Regions from separate parts of the Sus scrofa genome. Here all the other regions are linked to region 2. Evidence: chromatin contacts called from public targeted proximity ligation data. All regions are on one chromosome and are shown on one strand. The core of a region is the stretch at or near the end of the contact, and the rest is flanking DNA. Distances in the headings are between cores, read along the strand shown.

The links.
Region 1: a contact with region 2 is called in a targeted proximity ligation map of alveolar macrophages. A contact is called at or near these places in 2 of 47 Hi-C or Micro-C datasets (embryonic fibroblasts and skeletal muscle) and 1 of 2 datasets of targeted methods (alveolar macrophages).
Region 3: a contact with region 2 is called in a targeted proximity ligation map of alveolar macrophages. A contact is called at or near these places in 2 of 47 Hi-C or Micro-C datasets (epiblast stem cells and skeletal muscle) and 1 of 2 datasets of targeted methods (alveolar macrophages).

The regions. Positions count from the first base shown.
Region 1 is chr3:102,940,922-102,944,528 of Sscrofa11.1, reverse strand. All of the region lies in intron 18 of PRKD3 (serine/threonine-protein kinase D3), which reads right to left. NDUFAF7 (protein arginine methyltransferase NDUFAF7, mitochondrial) reads left to right here. Exons shown (of 11, transcript XM_021087630.1): 11 at 3,112-3,607. Among named protein-coding and RNA genes, the nearest start is that of NDUFAF7, 21 kb to the left of the region's middle.
Region 2 is chr3:102,338,453-102,341,986 of Sscrofa11.1, reverse strand. No RefSeq gene overlaps it. Among named protein-coding and RNA genes, the nearest start is that of RMDN2, 33 kb to the right of the region's middle.
Region 3 is chr3:102,919,247-102,922,632 of Sscrofa11.1, reverse strand. It overlaps PRKD3 (serine/threonine-protein kinase D3), which reads right to left. Exons shown (of 19, transcript XM_013996212.2): 10 at 2,474-2,551; 11 at 1,016-1,292. Among named protein-coding and RNA genes, the nearest start is that of NDUFAF7, 43 kb to the left of the region's middle.

The sequences.
Region 1 (3,607 bases), core at 144-2,643, 600 kb before region 2:
ATGTCTTGAATTTATAGCTTAACTATATTGGCTATCAGAGTTCATTGGCAGAGTGATGAATGGTTGCTTTTTATTGTGCCTTCAGCTTAGCTGAAAATAGGACTAGCATTTTGTATCTCCCTCTAAATTAAAAGAAGATGGAGGCCTTATTTTTCAGATGCTGCCCAGCTTTGGGCCATTCCTAGCCGCCCTTAAAGACTTGGAGAATTTTTAGAAGATGAAAATGCTATAGGTTGTCCCAATTAAATAATAGTTTTTATGAGGTGGGGGAGTCAGGCAATGCTTCTTAAACCTACAAAATTTACTTTGATATTAGGTATTTAAGTCTTTTGGCAGTTGCAGTAGTTGAATATTAGACAGTAGTTTCCAAAAATTTATAATTATTCCAAACTTTCATTCCAAGAAATGAGACCTCAAGGTAATTACTCAAATTTTATATAAAATTGTAATAATGACTTGTTTTTTATTTTAGTTAAAAAAATCTATGTTCTTAAATATAGCATTAGTTCCATTTATAAATACTATTTCCAAACAGTTCTTTTACCAAAGCTTGGAAAAATAACACAACTAAATAAAATTTTCTTTGTATACCTCTAACTAGAGATAGGCTCAGGTTTTCACATGGAAAAGTATGGTGATATGGAAATACATTTTATTATCAAGCTTCTGAGGATATTTACAAAAAGTGGAATGTAACAAAAAATAAAAATGTACTGAACAGTGTCATTATAGACTACTTTGTACATTACCAAATGTTTCTAATGATTATTTCTTATACAAACACAACTTCAAGACAAAAAAAAGGTTATGCAGGTTAAACAGTAACTGGAGAAATCACTCAACTCCAAATTATCTGACAGTGCCTTTAAAATTTTTTTTTTTTTTTTTAAGAAAACTTCTTAGGCATTCAGCAACAAAGAGAGTGCAATTAATTTTCATGGCTTGTAAAGTTTGATTATATAAGTATAGCAAACATTCCAGTTAATTTTCATCTTACGCAGTAAAACCACAATAGGGTGCCTAGAGTGACTCAGAATTACTTCATTTTAGCACACCGATATAAACACACTTTGGAGAAATTTGGGGAAGTTATCCTGTCACATGGAAAATAGATTTCCAGAAGGCTTTGTAAAATTAATTTTTAAATTCATATGAGAATGAAATACTGAGAGACGTTGTGGAATGTCTCCTGGAGATATATAGGGGTAGAGAATATAGCAGTATATTTTGGAAGAGTAGTAACAACTTTGGAGCCACACTACCCCTGGGTTCAAACCCACATAGTAACTGTGTGCCTTTCAGCTGGTTACTTTATCTCCTTTCCTCATAACGCACTTACCTCATGGCTGTTGTGAGGGTAACACACGTAAAGGGCTCAAAACAGAGGAGCACCACATGTTTGCTTTCATTCTTTCAAGGATATTTTTAGTCCTAGATAAGGACAACCTCAGGGAGCTCTAGAGGCCCTCTTAGTCATAGCTCACAACAACATTTTTTTTTTTTTTTTTGCTACCTCAACTTCAGGAGACAGTGATAGTTAACACTTTTATGTATTTAGTTTATGAATATCTGATCTTCACATCAACATTGTAAGGGAGGTAGGGCAAGAATTAAAATCTTCATTTTACAGATTGAAGAGCTCAAGGCTCAGACAGATTTGTTACCTGCCCAGGCCAACATAGCTAATAAAGAAAGGAGCCAGATTCAACCCCCATCCCCCAGGGCTTTGCCTGTTTTTGCAGCATGTGGAAGTTCCTAGGCCAGGGATGGCATAGCTGTGGCAATGCTGGATCCTTAGTCTGCTGTGCCACAGAGAACTTCCAGAATAGAGCCAGATTTTTGTACTCCACATATTTTGCTCTTTTTAGAGGGGAAATCATTTTATACTGATTACTGAAGGATGAAGAACAAAATTCCCTAGGTTTTCTGTAAGTGAATGGTCTCAGATCTTTTTTTGAGGGAGAAAACTGTTAGCGACTTTTAAAAAACTTTGAAAAAAAATCTAACCTCTTAAATATATCTGGGTAGAAGTCTTTAGCTGGCTGCTGGAGCTGAAATATTAAAAAAAAAAAAAAAGAACCCTATTTCTTCATTTGCTTAGCTGAAAATATAGCCCTACTCTTACAGACTGTTTCATATTCCACCCCACCCACTTCCCCAAACCGCTTAAAATAATTGATTTAAAAATATTCCAGTAAGCATCCAGTAGAGCCTTCTATCAAGCTCAGGGAAGGAAAAAGTACAGTTTATTATTCTTTCCTATAGCATTAACTGACTCTGCACTGGCCTTACTTTTAGCATATATTTAATTTTCTTTCCCAAATTATTCAGCCCTGTGTAAAGATAAATTGTGTAATCAGAGTTCAGATCTATACCCCCTAAATGTGAGAATCCAATTGTGGCATCACAACGGCGTCAATGGGAACATGAGTATTTAGCAGCGAGTTGAGCTATAAGAAAACATACATAACAACTCAGCACTTAGATCAGCAGTCCCTACTCCTGGTCCTGTACATTAGTTCCAAATTATCTTAAGAGGCTGTTGCAACAGGCTCACAAAAGATGACAATTTTTATGTTCTAAAGAGCATATTGAGAATTTCAACTGCAAAAAGGGTAGGGATCACCGTTTTGGAGTCTTGACTGACCTAAAAAAGGTAGAGCAGTCCATCACTCCCTTTCGTGGGGTCTAGGAAAACCCCCCTCAATGCCTCTATGGCCAGTTAAATGTTTATAGGAAAGGCATGCTGGTAGCCTCTCAGCACTTAAGCGCAAATCTTTTTAGAAATCAACCTTATAACTCTTGTATTATTTGGTCAAGCTACGCAGTAACTGGACTCTAGCTTGACTTTTCTGCCTTTTAAAAAAATAACGTAAGAATAGGAAAGGGAAGATAGATAATTAGGTGCTACTATTGTACTAAAATGGACAATTAGGAAAAAATACAAAAACCAGTTATTGCTTATGCTATAAAAATTTATGAAAAGCTTCACCTTGGGTTCCATTATGTTTTTATTACTCAGTTTCCCCTCTTGTACCTACTCATTATGAACTACAGTATTGGTGTCACTGTTTCCTTATCGTATTTCCTCATGTCTTTGCATCCTTTCAGATGACAATCTACAGAGAACAACACTTATGCAGCAAAATATCGGTCCATAACATGAAATCCTTCCTTAATGAAGTTATTAGCTCATTGATAATTAAGGATCTTCTTCCATGTCATCTGGATTGGGAGCCATAATGAAGTGCTTTGGGTATACAAGGTTGTGTGTGTAAGCATGTATTTCCCAACGGGCATCATCACTTTCGTGTGTAATGTAACGTTCACCAATGCGAGTTTCAAATTCTCTAAGGTCAAGCCAAGTCTGATAGTCCTAGAAAAAAAAGGAAAGTGTTTGTGAACCATGAAAGAAACAAAATACTGTCAACCTTTTTTTTTTTTTTTCCTCAGTACTCTAGTCATAATTGACAACCCCTACTCCTAAGTACGTACTGTAAGTAAGTTCTATTTGTAATATTTTAAGTTAGCAATGTTCAGAGTTACTGTCTTGGTGCAGCAGAAATGAATCTGACTAGCATCCCTTAGGAGGCAGGTTCAATCCCTG
Region 2 (3,534 bases), core at 612-3,111:
TATGAAAGCACAGGATGGCTAACAAAGCCCTAATTCTTGGGATTCTGTCCCCTTTAAGGAAGGTGCTAACAGGATAGAGCTTTAGCATTGTCCTAGAAATCTCACTTTTGCTCCGATTCACCCCGTCCTCCCTCCTTGAAATTGCCTAGGATTCTCTTTTGTTGTTTCTGACTTCAGTCTCTGGGACAGAGCACCTGGCCCTGCTCCACCTGCCTGTTTTCCAGCCACATCAGGCTAGACTAGCATGCTTTAGCTCTAGAAGCTGGAGGAGAAGGGCAACAGGAAGAGGGCTAGGAGCATCAACCATCAAGAGGAAGAATGATAACACCAGCTAGCTTATTTAATCTTTACAGTTGCCAACATTTTCAATACAGTAGCTGATATTCATTGAACACATAGTTATGGGGTTAGGGGACACCTCCATGTAGTCACTGTTCTGGACCCTGGGGATATAGGGAGAAAAGACAAAGTCCCTGACTTCATGATGCTTTTCTAGTGGAGGAGATAAGCAATAGACAAATACACATATAATAGAAGCCAACTAGTGCAGTGGACATTTCTCATTCTTTTCAGCTGCCCAGAATCCACTATTTTAGAAGAAGCTTACAACCTGACTAGCCATAAATTTCATCATTTTAATTTGTACTTCCTTGATTGTTAACAATGCCAAACATTTAACAAACTCATAGACTATTTTTTCTTTTGTGAATTATTTGCTCTTGGTCAATTTTTAATTGGAAATCCACCTTTTCCTTATTTATTTGTAGGAACTATTTATATATTAGAGATATGAAAATTTATTGTATACTTGCAAAGTCTTCCTAATTTTCCATTTGCTTTTAAAGATAGTTTATCTTTAATTTTTAACATGTTAGACTTTTTTGAGAAGCTGGTTCTGTGCTATGTATTTAAAAAATTTCTACTGGATATAGGACCTTTTTATTATATTTGGAATTTGTTACTGCTCAAACAAGGTAGTAATACATGTATATTTATTTTCTGAGTATTTTCTGAAACCTCTTTTATGTTATTTTCTTTTCCACAGATTCTCTTTGGTTTGTGGTGTAGACAGTCATACCATTTGAAAATAATCATTTTCATCCTCCTTTTTTCTACACCTCCCCCATTCTATTTAGGTGGCTAGAACCTCCCCCTCATTGTTAAAATAGCATCAAGATGGCCAACTTCTTACAGTCTTTGTGACCTTTAACATGACAGGCCCTATTTTTCCACTATTGCACATGCTATAGAGTGTTGGGCCTACATTAATGTTCTATCACTTATAAAGAAGTAATCTTTTTTTTTTAAAAAAAAAAAAGAGTTCTTCTTTAGCTCAGTGAGCATGAAACACCTATTTGACATCCCAGAGGGGATGCAGAGTTGGCAGTTGGCTATTAGAATCTGGAGTCCAGGGCAAAGCCAGAGCTGGAAGCATGTGGGATTCCTCAGTACACAGAGGGACTTTATCATCATGACACTCAGGAGTGAGTGTGGCTGGAGGAGAGGGGCCTCAGGAGGGAGCTCTGGGGAGCTCAGGATGACAGGATGGAGAGATTACAAAGAGGAAGAGGATGTAGCAAGGGAATTACAAAATAGGAAGAAAACCCAGCCTACTGTGTCCTGGGAGCCAAGGAAAGAAAAAGATTCCACAGTGACCCTAGGAGGCTTCCAGAGGATGCTTGTATTCAGCAGGCAGAGAGACCGAGGCTCAGAGGGGCCTGGCCTCCCTGTTTCAGGGCTCAGCCCCATACCTCTTCCAGGAGAGGAAGCCCTGAGTCCAGAACATGCTTTGCTCTGCACAGGACAGACAGCAGTGTGGCCACACACAGGCCCGGCCCCTTTCTCTGTGAAAAGAGCCCATTGTAACTTCCTTAAGAAGGAAACACCTCCATCACTGAAGGAACACTATTCGCTTCCTGTTAGAACAGCCTGACTTAGAATCAAGCTCAGTGCCAGCCCCACGCCCATAGGGAGCAATGAAGGAAAGAGGGGGAAGGAGCAGGCAGACGCGTGCTTCAGGGCTGGGTTTGCAGGAGAGCTTGGTGCGCACGGGGGCTGCAGGCTGCAAACCCAGCCTCGCTCAATTGGAAACTCTCCTCTCCCCTCCATAGGTCTGTCCTCTCAAAGGCCTGAGAAGTGACATAAAGGCAGGCAGTCTGGCTGCTTAGTGGCTGCAGTAGGTTAACCCTTAGATGCCTGCCAGACCTTTGGAGGAAGGCCAACACCAGTCATTCTTTCACTTATTCAGCAACTCTTTGCTGAGTACCTACTTTGTGCTAGACTTGAGCTGTGCATGGAGACACCTCGGTCAAAAAGACAGACGTGTTTCACACACACACACAGACACCTCACCCTGCCTCAAACTTAGAGTCTAGTGGGAGAAATTAAACAAACCACACAAATGCCACTAAAATCACAAATTCCATAGGCCTATAAGGGAATGTTCCTGGGGGCATAGGATGGTGCCCCTGATGGAGGCCAGGAGGGAATTCCTGCCTGAGAATGTGATAGGATCTGTAAAAGCAGGAGGGAGGGGGCAGGGGACGGGACTCTGCCCCCTGTGCTTTTAGAAGCTGGCCAGTGAGTTATGTCAGGACGATGATGCTTTAGATCCCCAAAGCCCAGATCAAATAGCAGAGCATGGAAACAGGGCAGTTGCTCCTGTCCTGAATGGAGAAACTGCCTGAGGCTGCCTAGAGCTCCTGGTGTGGAGGGTTTCGTCCCTTGGGGCACCAACTTGGGGACCAGTAGCCACTGCCGTGAGACATCCAGGGTTCCTAAGGCAGAAAGGACAACACTTACCATCATCAGCAGAAATGTGTTTTTAAAAAATCATCAGAATCTTTTGTTTAAAAAAAGAGCAGAGGATCTTTTTTTTCTATTTTAGCTCTATGTTTAAGTTTTTGAGGAAACTCCATGCTGTTCTCCATAGTGACTGCACCAATTCACATTCCCACCAACATGTCACAGGATTCCCTTTCTCTACAATCTCACCAACACTTGCGATCTTTTGGGTTTTTTGATAATAGCCACCTTGACAAGTGGGGGGTAATATCTCTTTGTGGGTTTTGTTTGCATTTCCCTGATGATTAGAAATGCTTAAGCACCCTTCGGCCATTTGAATTTCTTCTCTTGATAAGTATATATATATATATATAGAGAGAGAGTATATATATATATATAAGTATATATATATAAGTATATATATATATATATATATATATATAGAGAGAGAGAGAGAGAGAGAAAGAGAGAGAGAGAAGATATTTCAATAAACTTTTTTTTTTAAAAAAAAAAAAAAAGGAGAGGCGTTCTCTTGTGGTGCGGTATAGCACTCCGGATGGATACTGTGATGCAGGTTTGATTCCTGGCCCTGGAACTTCCACAAGCTGTGGGCATGGTCAAAAAAAAAAAGGGAGTTCCCACCATGGCTCAATGGTTAACGAATCTGACTAGCATCCATGAGGACCCAGGTTCGATCCCTGGCCTCTCTCAGTGGGTTAAGGATCCGGTGTTGCTGTGAGCTGTGGTGTA
Region 3 (3,386 bases), core at 228-2,727, 580 kb before region 2:
CCTTTGATCACAATTATTTCTTCAACTCCAGTGATACTACCCCTCCACCACCCCCAGCTCTGCCTATCCTAAGCTACTTGAGATCCAAAGTCAAGGTCCAAATCAGGTTCTTCTATCTCAAGTCTCTGCTTAGCTTCTTATTCATATCTGAGTTTCTCTAGAAATGCATTACTCATTTTTGCACTCTACTGCCTTATGCTACCATCTAATGCTTAATTATGTATGTATGTCCTATCTTCCTTAATAATCTTGAAAATTCTGTGTTCTTTCATATTGTAGCTCAGAGCCTACACAATGCCAAAAATAGATATACAAAGTAGCACAGGTGAGCTGAAATAAAGTACATTTAGAAACAGGCTGATACTTCTTTCAATTTAAATGTATTTGTCTAATGAACGAATGATGTTTCCCCATAAAGAGCATAATGCCAATGGGGGAAAAGTAACATTTTACTATAGTTTTCTGCTTAAGTGTCCACTTGAACCTTTATAAAATTTAGGTTTTATTTTATAAATTTTGTTGGTGCAAAGAACATGTGTTTCAATAATTTTTTAAATGTTGCTGAATGTTTTAATCAGTTAAAAGAAATACAGCATTTCTGCCTTCGCAGATTTCAAGAGTATGATGTGAAGTGTGACTTTATAGCCTGAAAATCCTACCATGAAGCAAAATATTAATACAGATAATTTATTTAATTCCATGAGAGTTCTTTCATTTAATGCTGACAACCCTATAGAATAGGTACTATTACAAAGATGTAACGTACTTGCCTAAGATCACGTAACAGGTTGGCAGAGCCAGGATTTAAATGGAGCCTAGCTCTGGGGATTTTAAGTGTATGTTATAACCAACAGAATTGTCTAAAGGATTTAACTGGTGGTATCGGTTACTAAAAATGGTATTGGTTACTAAAGGTTAAAATGAGCATTAAAAATAAATACAGAAATGCAACCACACCCACAATGTGCTTAAGAACCAAATGGGAAAAAAAGCTATGAAGAAGCTTATTGCTTACTGTGATCTTTCCCTTGCCCTGGAGAAGTACAAACACTTGCTTGAGGGGTAACAGGCATGAGAGCCTGACGAATTGCTTTTTCCCAGCTCTGTGCTACATCAAGTCCCACTCCAGTGGCAGCAAGAACAGGATTGTGAGAGCTGTCCCCATTGTTTTCACCAACAAAGTATACCATAGTGTCAGTGATGATTTCAAAACAGTGTGGGTTGCTGCCTTGTGAAATGTTTGTGAAATCTTGTGGCGAGGATATACGGAGAATTTCTGAAAGTGGAATTTCCTAAAGTAAAAAATTAAAACATTAGAAAATGTGAATACATCTTTGTTTTTATTTTCAAATACATTAAATAATCAAAGATAGGCATTTCTAATGAATACCATTAAGACACACACAAGTATGCAGTACACAGAACATATAGTCAAGTCTTAATGATAACATCTACCCTGAATGGTCTGCATGTCTGCCAATGCCAGAGGCAGAGCATGGGGTATAATAACCAAGCCGTGATTCAAGCCTGTAGTAGGTCAACAGAACAAAAGGGAGGGAAAGGATTTTGGAGGGCAACTGCCAGTATACCCAACACTCATCATTTCCCAGTTCTCATTAAATCAATTTAAGAACTACCCTACTGGCTGCTGTCTGCAACATACAGCCCCAAAGGGCTACAAAGGAGAAATAACAGCAGCAAAAAGAGGAATATCACTGTAAGTTGTTTAAGCACTCCATTCTGGTTCTGTCCATAATTGTAATAATCATTTATGTTTAGTCTATTTCCTAAGGCAAACAATTTATTTTAAAAAACCCAACCAGATCAAAGCAATTCATTGGTTTCAATTCTCTTTCTTACTGCCACACTGACAATTTTGCTCGCTGTCAGTTTGTGGCATGGCAAAACGTGAAGCAAGCCAAGCAAAGAGGATTACACAAAGGAGAAGACCCAAAAGAAGCCTCTGAGGATTGGAGGCTAAGGTAAAATGGAATATGGGAGAATGCCAATACTACATTGGCCTCTTCTGAACCTGCAATGCTCATGGACTTTCTTAGCAGTCTAGTCTAAATTCTAGCAGAGGCATCCCTTGGTAGGCAAAGGGGATTGGTTCCAGGACTTCTTGCAGATACCAAAATCCATGGATGCTCAAGTCCCTTATTTAAAATGGTAAGGCATTACAGATACATAGGACCACTTGTATCCAGAAGGAAAGCAGGAGCAACCTGACAGGCAGACCAAAACCGAGAAACACAGAACAGAAAACAACCTTTGGTAGCAGGGCTGTTGTGGGGGTAAAATGGAGGGGGCAGGGGACAGTTGCTTCAACAGAGAACTTAACAGTGACTTCCATAAATCATTATTAGGCAGAGCTGTAATATCCCAACATAACAGTTAATAAATACTATTTAGATATATTTGAAAAACACATCTTTTAATGTACACATACTTTTTAAAGATACGACATCTTTACCTTATAATACTTTGATCCGGATTCGTTTTGAAACAATGTTAAACATTTACTGTCCAGTCTCCAATAATGCCTTTTTCTCTATAAAGTAAAGAGAATAAAACTGTGAGGCTCAAAAGTAAAGACTCCTCCAAAGTGCCTGAGCTTTCCTTTCCCTTTCACTTCTATTCATAAATTTGTACTTCTGAAGAGGTTTAAAATTCATGAGGTTCAAAATTCAGAAAATTCAAAGCATATGCATTGAAAAGTATACTTCCATTGTCATTCAAATCTCACTCCCACCCTGACTCCAGGCAAGCAATGTTATTAGGTTTGGGGGGTTCTTTTCTGAGAATCTTAAGCAATGCACAGACAAATACGTATGTATTACACAGACAGACAGGCAATGTACCTATAGGCTAAATTTATAAAGGCTGGCTTACTGGGTTATTTTACTCGACAGTGTTAAATTATCCTACACAACATCGGACCCAATTTATAGTCTCATCAGTAACATAACAGTGACCATTTACTCAAACTTTCTCTAATGCAGCATGGTACTACACTTTTTGATCTTTGCTACAGATAAATAAAAACTGGTAATTTTGGTTAAATTTTTAATTGCATTTTTTTGTTAAAGATTAGATCAAGATCTTAGATTTACAGGTCACTTCTATTTTGTCTGTAAACTTGCTGTTCATATTCCTTGCCCATTTTTCTATTTTGTTGTGGTCTTTTTGTTATCAATTTGTTGGCACTCTTTACATATAACAGAATTAATCCTTGCTTAGAAGATGAGTTGAAAATACTTTTTTCAGTTTGCCATTTGTCTTTGCTTTTGTTTTTTGCCATGCAGAATTTTGGTGACTTTAAATAATTTTTTAAAATTAATACTTTTTTGGAGCAGTGTAAGGTTCACAGCAAATTAAGGGGAAGA